Linked DNA regions of Mus musculus: all the other regions are linked to region 2. A link is a contact called in public promoter capture Hi-C data. All regions are on one chromosome and are shown on one strand. Each heading gives the region's core, a stretch centred on a gene start, on an enhancer-like site or on the middle of the called end of the contact. The rest is flanking DNA. Distances are from core to core; before and after follow the strand shown.

Region 1 (3,346 bases), core at 126-2,625, 2.4 Mb before region 2:
ACTCCACCCAGTCTCAGACTTTCCATTGCCCCTCCCATTTCTTCCAGTCTGTCCCTTCCCTTTGTCACAAATGCAAAAGAGTTGAGTCAAATAGGTCTAACTGTTTAGATGGATTTGAACTTAAGAAGCTGGCCTTCTTTGGAAGAGGCCAAAGCTCTGCCACTGAAATGGTGACTTGATCTTCCTTAAACCAACAAATTCTCAACTCGACAACTGATGAACAAAGGCTCTCTTCTTCCCACCCCGAGCTCTGAGAAAGATGACCAAAAAAAAAAAAAAAAAAAAAAAAGATGTTAATTAAAAAATTAAAAGAATGCATTATGCCATTTGTCTGGGGGCGTGGGGTGGAAAACATGTTTCTGTCTTCTAGATTTTAATTTCTTATGAAGGTGAACTTCTGTAACCATTAGAATAAAAAGGTGAGATATTTTAATTTTGTAAAAGAATAAACAAAAATAATATCCCCACACCAAAGGCTGAGCTCAGTTTTAAGGCCTTTACAATGCTGTAAACAAATTGGTGTTCCATGTTCACAGAATGAAAACCCAGCATCAAACTGTGTATACATACATAGTTTGTATGTATATCCCTGCCACAAACGTCTATCCCTGCCACACATCGATATGGGTAATAAGCTTGGGAAAACATGTAAAAATACGACCAGAGCTCTCCATGATGAGCAATCTATAAGAATCGCAGGAAGGAAGGGAATACAAGGGCAGAGAAAAGTATCGTAGAAAGAGTAGACACATCATCGGTGAGGATTGTACCAGGACACGTTTTGATATGACCCTTTACAGAAACATCAGCTTCCTCCCATTATATGGGAGCAAGCCATAAAATAATGTGGCTTTATGGATTTGAAAGTATGTGTCCACATGGGAAGGAAGATAGGCAGGTAGGGAGCACACATCCCCAGGCGGCAGATAAGACTCCCTGTAATACATCAATCGAACCGTTTCTGTATTTTCCCTTCACCCCAATTACTATGAGACAAAGCTAAAGAAAAATTCCCCCTAGAATAAAACAAGTTGCTGCTTCAGGTATTTTCAGACATGATAGATAGCGCGCCCGGCACATTTGCTCAACTACTCTGGTCAGGATATGGCCGGGAGAAAGTTTGCGCTCTCAGCATCCACCTGCCCGATTCCTCACCATTCGCATCGCCTCCTCCATCCACTTTTCCGTCTCCTGTACGGACACCACGCACGGGCCGTCTGGAGTAGTGGTGGACTCCACCTTCTCCTCCATACCTCCGCCGCTCAGAGACTCCGGGCCGAGGGACGAGAGAAGAGAGGACAGCGGAACGCGGCGGGAGCGGACCTTGCTTCCAGGAGGACGGGAAAAGACGAGGCACCCGGGAGCTATTTGCGGACGGACCCAGGCGTCCCGGATCAGTAAGCGGCGGCTGGGGGACCGAAAGCGTCGCTGCTCCGCTCTAGTCCACGCCCCCTTCCTCCGCTTAAGCCACAACCTCTGCTCAGAGAAACGTCTGTGGTTTCTGGAGAGCACCTAGCGCCGCCACCGCGCTGCTGCCGGAGGTCCAGGCCAGGTGGACGGAAGACACGGTGAGCCAGCCCCTCTCCCCTAGGCAACCCACACAACACGGGGTCTGGAGATGCTGAGATCAATGTGGAATTTTCTGAAACGTCACAAAAAGAAATGCATCTTCCTGGGCACAGTCCTCGGAGGTGAGTGACAACATGCTTTTTAGAAGGGGCCATTGGCAGAAAGGAGTGACAGAGGTGACTTATAAAAACAGGCAGGGCCCACTGATACCAAACTGGGATTTGTCGAAGGGATTGGCTCAACCGTCAAAGAAGAACCTCTAAAGTTCTTTTATCTGGATCTCTGTGCCCTTTGCCCCTCACTCTGCCCCCGTCCTTTTTCTCCCCATGGGCCTTCAAGAGTCTACCCCAATGAAGTTTCTTTTCAAAGCACTATTCTCGTATAGATAGATACATTTGCCTTCCAATTTTCTTCTTTTGCTTTCCTGTTAGATTTTCATTCTGTTTGTCAACTCTGCTTTCAACCTTTCACACGAGTTTCGAAATATTCTAGGGCCATTATCTTAAGTCTGCTCTTTGAGGTGGTGTTTAAAGGTAAACCGAAAACAGCATGTTGCTGTAAAATATACAGCAGATAATTTCTGTTCTCCAATTGTAAAGTACAAACTATATATCAACACAGTGCTTATTCTGCAGTGTTGTCAGGACTGGCAAGGTTGTGGTCATGATCCATTTTGGTGATATAGTTGAGTTCACTGGCTGAGAGGAAAGTTAGAAACAGGATAAAAATCTTGATGCTGGAATTGTAACTTTGTGGTAGAGTGCTTGCCTAGGCTGACTGCATTGGGTCCCAGGGAAGGAGCAACACACACACACACACACACACACACTGCTTTAAACCCTTTGTCTTGGAAAGACAACCCTCAGTTAATAATTATGGGATTTTAAGAAGGGAATCTTTTGAACAACACAAAAAGGGAGTTTAAAAGAATTTTTAAAACTTGAGTTTTAAGAACTGTTACCACTATCCTCTGATCTATGTGTGTGTGTGTATAAATATATCATAATATGACTTAAAATATTAGGACATTTGTAAAACAGTAACCACATTCTGCATATCTCTGAGGTATAGCACAAATGAATAATAGTTCATATTTTATAGGAAATACTTTATAGATACAATGTGTTTTATATTACCTCCAGTCTCTAATATCTAAGGTATATAAATTGTACCAATATTATAGAATACATATGCTAAAGATAAAGTTGTCATGGAAGACGTATAAAGAAAAATTTTTGCTCTACCTAAGGGAAGAAAATTGTCTCTAGCAATTTCAGAGGGAAAAGCCTAACCCTTACAGTTTATGAAATACTTAATGGCAGATCAGAAATAATCATAGGAGAAATTAAAGAGTATATGCATATAGTAATAGGTTTTTTTTGAAACGATATTGAGAGTTTTATATTTGGAGATGAAGAGGAAGGAAAAAACTGGGTGTGGTGGCACACACTCTTAATCCCAGCACTCGGAAGCAGAGACAGGCAGCTCTCTGAGTTGGAGGTAAGGTCCAGAACACCCAGAGCTTCATATTGAGACCCTGTCTCAAAAAACAAAAGACATACAAACAGAAAACAAAACAACAACAAAAGGGAGGGGGAAGAGATTCAAAGGTATAATCGAAGCACTATTGCTTTTTTAGCAAAACAAAAAGTCTTAAAAGAGTTGAATCTGGCCGGGTGTGGTGGTGCACGCCTTTAATCCCAGCACTCCGGAGGCAGAGACAGGCGGATTTCTGAGTTCGAGGCCAGCCTGGTCTACAAAGTGAGTTCCAGGACAG
Region 2 (3,515 bases), core at 676-3,175:
GCCTCACTCCTCTACTGGATATTTTCTAGGACTCTCACACACAAGACTCTGACTTTCATTCACAGTGAAAATATCCTCATTTCATGAAGCACATCCTAACCCAGTTCCTTATCTTAACAATAACCCTGTGATACTAGGCACATTCCTCAGTAGCCCTTACACAAAACTTAAGTCTGTTATATAATGTGAACTCTTCAAAATAGGTAAATTGATAAGAAGACTTAAGTCAAGTAATAGCTGCTGTGCTTTGGCTATAAAAGCTCCTCACAGATTACATGTCAGAACTGAGATGGGGCCTAGGAGTAGGGAGTCCGATGCTGGTTGCTGAGCCTGGGGGACCAGTCTTGTTTCCTATCCTGTCTGTTTTCTTATCTACCCAGGTGTGAGCAACAAGGTGTGACCAAGCTGCTGCAACAAGAACACCCCACTGTGTCTTCCCATCAGAAGGGATTGGTAATTGGTCACCTCAAGGACAAAACTAACAGGTAAGAAACACTTTAACCATGATCTCATGTATCAAATGCTGTGACAGTTTCACTCATGTTTGGTAGAAATTTTCAGTTAAGAAACAATCCCATTAAAGAAGACAAATTATAATACTATACTTGATGGCCAACAACTAGGAAGACAAACCTCTCACTACATCAGAAATAAATGCCTGTCTCACATGTTAGTTGTATTTAACCCCACACCACTGCTCTTTTAATTCCAATGAGCTTGACAATCCCAAAGCGTTAACAAAACTTCGATCGATCCTTATACAGAGGAGGGAAGAACACACACACACACACACACACACACACACACACACTAGTTTTATGGATTAACAGTGTGATTGGCAGGGAGTATCACTATTCAAAGGTTTGGACCAATTGGAATAGGTGTGGCCTTGTTGCAGTAAGTGTGTGACTGCAAGAGCTGCCTGGAAGCCAGTATTCTGCTAGCAGGCTTCAGATGAAGATGTGGAGTTCTAAGCATCTTCTGCACCATGCCTGCCTGGATGCTGCCATGCTCCCACCTTGATGACAATGGACTGAACCTCAGAACCTGTAAGCCAGTGCCAATTAAATGTCATCCTTTATAAGACTTGCCTTGGTCATGGTGTCTATTCACGGGAGTAAAACCCTAACTGAGACAAAGAGTAAAAGCTTAGACAAAGAATAAAGTGGTGTTAGCGATCATGGGACCTAGGCAAATACAGGAGCAAAGGCAAACACGTAGGAGAAAAACATAGACTTGCCATGATAAATTCAAGCCAAGTGGATTAAAAGGCACCACGGTGAAAAGGCAAGACTGTAAACAATACCGTTCCTCCCACAGGGTACCTTAACCAGAAACCAACATCTTCGTTCACCAACCTAGCGCTACCTGCAGCGTCAAAGTGCACACAATGCACAGGAGCCAGGGCGCTTCTGCAGGCGACTGTAATGCTTGAGAGTTTGCCAGCCTAACTTGGCGGCCTCTGCATCCCTCCCAGCTACCTGTCGTCCCACGCACCGCCAGCCTGCAAGGCAAGTTATCCTCGAAGAAGGAGCCGGAGGGACAGCTCGTGACAGGGCCTCAGCACGCAAGCGTGGGCAGCAAGCACCCGTCCCACGCGAGAAGGGCTCGGCCCACGTCCGGGCTGGGGCCGAGCCGCGGGGCCTCGCAGGGCCGATCACTCCGGATCCCGGAGCTGCGCAGGAGCCCTCGGAGTTTCCCTGACGCGCAGAGCCAGCCTCCCTCCGCCGCGACTCTAACCCCAGAGCCCGCACGCACCCTCACCTACCTCAGCCGCTCTGCAGGCACCTGTCGCCGGGCCCGGCCCTCCTCGCAGGCTGCAGATCCCGGGCCCACAGTCGCCACACTCACCTGCGGGAGTTGCGCATGCGCGCTGCACGCTGGGTGAAGCCTGGCACCCAGGCCGGAAGCCGCCAGCGCCAGCTGAGGAGGCCAGCAGGAGCGCTCGCTCCAGGCGAACGCGCAGGACCAGTCGGGACGCTCCGCCCCTCTTTCCGGTGTTGGCTTCAAAAAGCACCTCTGCGCATGTCCCGTCCCTGAGGTCCCGGTAGAAGACGGTTTAAGTCTCGCGGTGGTTGTGCCTCTCTCTTTTCCCCGCCTCCCGTGGCTTTAGCAAATGCAGGATGGGCGGGGCCCGAAAGAAGGGGCGGGACCTCTTGCCAGAGAGGGCGGGGCTCTTTGCCAGAGCGGTAGGCTTGATGTGAGTTGTGGTTTTCATAAAAAGGCAGAAAGTTACATAAAACGGAATTCACGATGCTGAGCAATTATAATACCCAAACAAATATACAATTAATCCACTAAACCAAAAGAATTCGATCTGCTAAGGAAAAAAAAAAAAAAAAAAAAAAAAGGCAGAGACGATGTCTTCAAAAGGAACTGAGAAAAATGAAGCCAGAGAGAAATTTATTCTTGCCAAGAAAATTACTAAGGCTTTAAATGTTTAAACGTTTTAAGAGAAAAAAAATTATACAGCTATGCTGAAGCAGGCCTCCCAGTATCTTTTCCAAAGGGAGAATTCTATCTTCAGTAGACATAAAAGTCTCTCCTCTGAGGATTTCAATAGTGTGTTTACCAAGTGCTTTGTATGTCCTTCGAATTTTTTTCTGTGGAGTAATTTTTTTTTTTGTTTGTTTGTTTGGTTGTTTTGTAATCACCAGAGCTAATTCCAGGGGAGGAAAAGGTTCGCTTGTTATTTGGCTTTCTGGAAATTCCCTGTTGTGAGACATCTGTTCATGAAAATACTGTGTCTTACCACCTAGTAGATGGTAAATAATCTAATGATAGTACAGACAGGAGAACCGACTTATTGGACACACTCAGATCTTACACGTGAATCCCCACTTTTCATATAACTCAGCTGCCTTGTTTGGAAACAATACAGGTGTGTTGTATCATGTCTAAGCTAGGCTTGGATCCAGTCCATAGTGATAAATATTGCAATTAAGAAAATTTTAATTTTTTTTTCTGGTTTCTGTGTTGTGGTCCAGTAAGTATACATCATGTCTAAACAGAGTATAAATATCAAAATGTTTAAATATTTTGACTGAATTCTCAGCACAGTACCTTTCTCTTGATAGAGGATTTGCTTTGAAGCTGATGGCTGCTCAGTCAAGCTCCTGGCTGGCAGAAGAGGAGGCACCTATAGAAACGTGTTAAAAATAAACACAAGTTCTGGTTTGCAAAGAAAGAGATCACTACTCTATCCGACAAGGCTGAGCCACACAATATGGGTGCTCAGAGCTGAACTCAGATCTTGTGCAAGAGAAGAGTGATCTCATAACCTCTGAGCTCACTCTCCGCTATCTCCCTAGAATGTATTTCTTAAACAAAAAGATGTAACAACCAAAGTGACTCCTTGCTCCATGGCCATGAAAAGAATATCAATCTCACTAGACACCTGCACTGAAGCTTTGGGGTAACTAGGTACATTAACCTAGAAGCAATAATTTGAAAATAATGTATATATTTTTAATTTTCTGAGCAGTGTATCTCAACAATGAGCTCAAAATATTCGG
Region 3 (3,497 bases), core at 654-3,153, 2.0 Mb before region 2:
ATAGTGGGGAAATTGGTTATTCAGGTAGAATGCCAAATCATTAATTCCCATAAACAAATATTTATTGGGTGTGTGTATCAAGAACTAGATCCAGTAGTAAATAAAACAGATTGAACTGAGCCTGGTGCTTCCCATATAAATCTTGCTTTCAAATAGCAAAGAATGATGGCTAGTTAGCATAAAGATATGTTAAACTATATATGTACTTTACAAAACATTTTCTCATGACAAAACGTGTGGTTCTGATCTAAACTATTTCCATTATTTTTCTTGTAGAAAAAGAACAGTAGCCCACAAACATTTACAATGATAATATTTGGCTATAATTATAGAGACATTTCAACAGAACTCAAGACATTGAAGAAAAAAAAAAAACCACTAGCAATTGGGAATGAGAAAGCAAGCGTCTACTGATAGAATGTTGGATTATTTCATCACGCTCCTCTCCAGCATCCGACGGAAATCTTCCTAAGAAATTACACTTAAAATCCTATTTGCTTAAGGCACCACAAAATATGTGAGCAACAACTTGGGGGATGGAGATGTAGTCACAGAAAACGTGTTAGGGTGCTCTCCGAGCATGCAGGAAGCCCTGGCTGGCTTCAGTCTTCAGCATCACACACATCGAATACGCCCAACACTAGCGTGATGCAAGTAGGAGGATACGTAGTTCAAGTTGGACAGAAGGCTGGGCTACATGAGACACTGTCTCAAAAAACAAAAACAAAAAACCACCTTGGGTTTTTATTAGTTTTCATCTTAAAAAAATATGCAATCATCAGAGCTTCGGAATTTATTTTATTACATCAAATGCCCCTAAAACCAATAATCTTAGTGTTGTGATCATAAAAAGAGAAAGAGCTATTACGATAAGTTCTGGCGGGGTCTGGGAGAAGGGGGTATAGAGTTTATTCAGGGCATGGAGAGGGGAGTTAAGAAAGTAGACGAGGCAGAGAAAGGCAGAGAGAAGGAGAGAGTAGTGAAGTAGAGGCGGGCCATGACACATGGAGCAAGGGGGGGAGGGAATGGGGAGCAAGAGGGCAAGAGGCAAAAGAAAGGCAAATGAGAGAGGATGGGAGAGGGGGAGACAAGCAGCCCCTTTTATAGGGCCAGGTCTACCTGGCTGTTGCCAGGTAACCGTGGGGCAGCGAATACCTGGCAATTGCCAGGTATCTGTGGGGGTGGAGTCCAGACAGAATACCAACACTTATGGACTGTGCTAAAGGTACGGTTGGGAGTTGTTCATCAAAAAGATGTAATACGAAAACCCTAAAGATGTTAGACTCTGCCTATTGAAGCTAGGCCTTGGTTGGACATTGCTAGGCAACTGATTCCCCTTAGGTCAAGAAGCCAGGGAAGGCCAGGGAGTGGTGGAGCACGCCTTTAATCTCGGGAGGCAGAGGCAGGCGGATTTCTGAGTTTGAGGCCAGCCTGGTCTACAGAGTGAGTTCCAGGACAGCCTAGGGCTACACAGAGAAACCCTGTCTCGAAAAACCAACCAACCAACCAACCAAACAACCAAACAACCAAACAAACAAACAAACATATTAAAAAAAAAAAAAAAGAAGAAGAAGAAGCCAGGGAAGTGACCACTTTCCTGTCATGAACCTGCACAGCCTTGGTCTTGTTTTCGTTTGTTTTTGATTGTTTTTGTTTTGTTTGTTCTGAGTTAAGCACAGGTAAGGAATATCTGAAGCCCCAGGTTGGAACCTGAAACTTGCCCTCAGGTAAGTAGGCTACTCCCTGCCGCCACCAACTCCAGCCAGAAAGCCCCGCCCACTGAAGGTCCTGCTAGCCCCACCTCCCGGAAGTCCCCGGGAAGGTTCTGTCACCGCGGGCTCACGCAACTTCCGGCTACAGCCTAGCGGCTCGCCGGCGATTGGCTCCTTGCCCCGCCATCGTGTGACGTGCTGCCCTAGCCCTGTGGACCCACGTGTGGAGCTGCCGGCAGGTACCGGGGAGCGGCGGTTCGGCTGCCGCGGTTCCGGAGAGGGTGTCCCTGCCTCATCATGGTGAGAAAACCGCGGTGCTCCGGGAGGGAGCCGCTCCCTGCGGCTGACTTAGGCCACTGGCCGCGTGGCTTGGTGCCCCGAGTCCTGTCACTCTCCCGGCACCAGTCACCTTCGTCACCCCCGGGGCACTTCGGAAGGAGAAAGAAGGTTTCCCTTTCGCCAAACGCCCGGAGTTTCCAGTCCTGAAGGCTTTGGGTAACTCCGTCCCTGTGACGCAGAAGCTCCGCCCCCTGCTTCCGGGGTTCACTTGGGCCACTGGGTAGCAACTCTGGTTAGACCCAGAGCTGAAGAGCAAATACGAATGTATCGAGGAGTAAATCATCTGAACCTTAGTTGTCTGTGCCCTAATCTTATTTACTACCTTGTAGATGAAGTGTCTGTCTATATTTTCTTGTGGCAGGCTCCTTGTCTTGTTGATAAAACTTTTCGGGGACCTTCCCAGAGCACCCATTAAGAGAGACTTCAGGCATTTGCTTTTGATTTGAAAATCCTGTTTGATTTTCCCTCTTACTGATTTACTTGCTAAGAGCGGAGAGTTTCTCACACTGCCCCACATATTCCCCAGCACCTTTGAACAAGTGTCTCAGAGTAGGTGCCTAGCCAGGGTTTGTTGGCGAAGGTAAGTATGGATCCTTCAGGAGACAGGGACTCCTGTCCTGTCTGGCTTAGGTGTACAAATCTGAAATATCTGTTCACCCTCCACATGCTTAACTGAGTGTACCTGTGGCTGTGGCGTTGCCCACTGTGTGGGGGTTCTGTTTTATTGACCTTTCCTGATTATTTTGTAGCCTCACAGAAAGAAAAAGCCCTTTATAGAGAAGAAGAAAGCTGTGTCTTTTCACCTGGTCCACCGGAGCCAGCGAGATCCTTTAGCCGCAGATGAAACTGCACCCCAGAGGGTTCTCTTGCCTACACAAAAGGTAGGTCCTGTTCTGGAGCCACTACGTTTTTAGGTGAATGGTAGTTTTGTAGTCCTGAACATGGAACCCAGGGAACTTAAGCATGCCGGGCATTCTCAGAAGTTGGTCCTCTTAAAAAAATAAAAAAAAGAGCTGTGACTCAGTTTCCAGTTTCTGTGCTGATGTTTGATGTTGTGTATTTATTTTGATTGACAGGCTAAAGCATCTTTGAGATTATTAAATAAAGAGATCTTATAGAATATTAGTCAAGTTCACTAGTTCACAGCCTCCATCTGCACAGTATTATTTAGGCTATGGCGGTATGCTCAGTCTCTGCTTTCTCTTGGGATTCCCCCATATTACAGTAGTCTTCCATTTGCCCCCTCGTCTCTCATGTCATGAAATACAGAACATCCAAGCTCATGGATAGCTTTGGCAATCCTAGAGGGGCCGTGAGTAGGTTGGTTTATGTTAGCATCACACTTGTTAAAGATGGATAATGGAAACATTTTGGGGGATGCTGGAAAGATGGCTCAGTGTTTAAGTACTTGCTGCTCTTGCAGAGGACCCAGGTTCGGTTCCCAGC

Evidence for each region. Promoter capture Hi-C pulls out the DNA fragments that hold promoters and counts their contacts.
Region 1: a contact with region 2 is called in a promoter capture Hi-C map of liver, with 7 times the contacts expected there. The contact joins the promoter of Pex3 here to the promoter of Shprh in region 2. A contact is called at or near these places in 3 of 39 promoter capture datasets (liver and pre-B cells) and 1 of 484 Hi-C or Micro-C datasets (B cells).
Region 3: a promoter capture Hi-C map of pre-B cells shows a contact between it and region 2, with 4 times the contacts expected there. The contact joins the promoter of Ltv1 here to the promoter of Shprh in region 2. A contact is called at or near these places in 1 of 39 promoter capture datasets (pre-B cells) and 1 of 484 Hi-C or Micro-C datasets (CD4 T cells).

What each region holds. Positions count from the first base shown.
Region 1 is chr10:13,551,171-13,554,516 of GRCm38.p6, reverse strand. Pex3 (peroxisomal biogenesis factor 3) reads left to right here and starts at 1,375. Exons shown (of 12, transcript NM_019961.3): 1 at 1,375-1,691. The coding sequence starts at 1,619. It overlaps Adat2 (adenosine deaminase, tRNA-specific 2), which reads right to left and starts at 1,610. Exons shown (of 6, transcript NM_025748.4): 1 at 1,156-1,610. The coding sequence starts at 1,251.
Region 2 is chr10:11,147,840-11,151,354 of GRCm38.p6, reverse strand. Shprh (SNF2 histone linker PHD RING helicase) reads right to left here and starts at 1,925. Exons shown (of 30, transcript NM_001077707.1): 1 at 1,769-1,925.
Region 3 is chr10:13,191,543-13,195,039 of GRCm38.p6, reverse strand. Ltv1 (LTV1 ribosome biogenesis factor) reads left to right here and starts at 1,903. Exons shown (of 11, transcript NM_181470.4): 1 at 1,903-2,012; 2 at 2,801-2,932. The coding sequence starts at 2,010.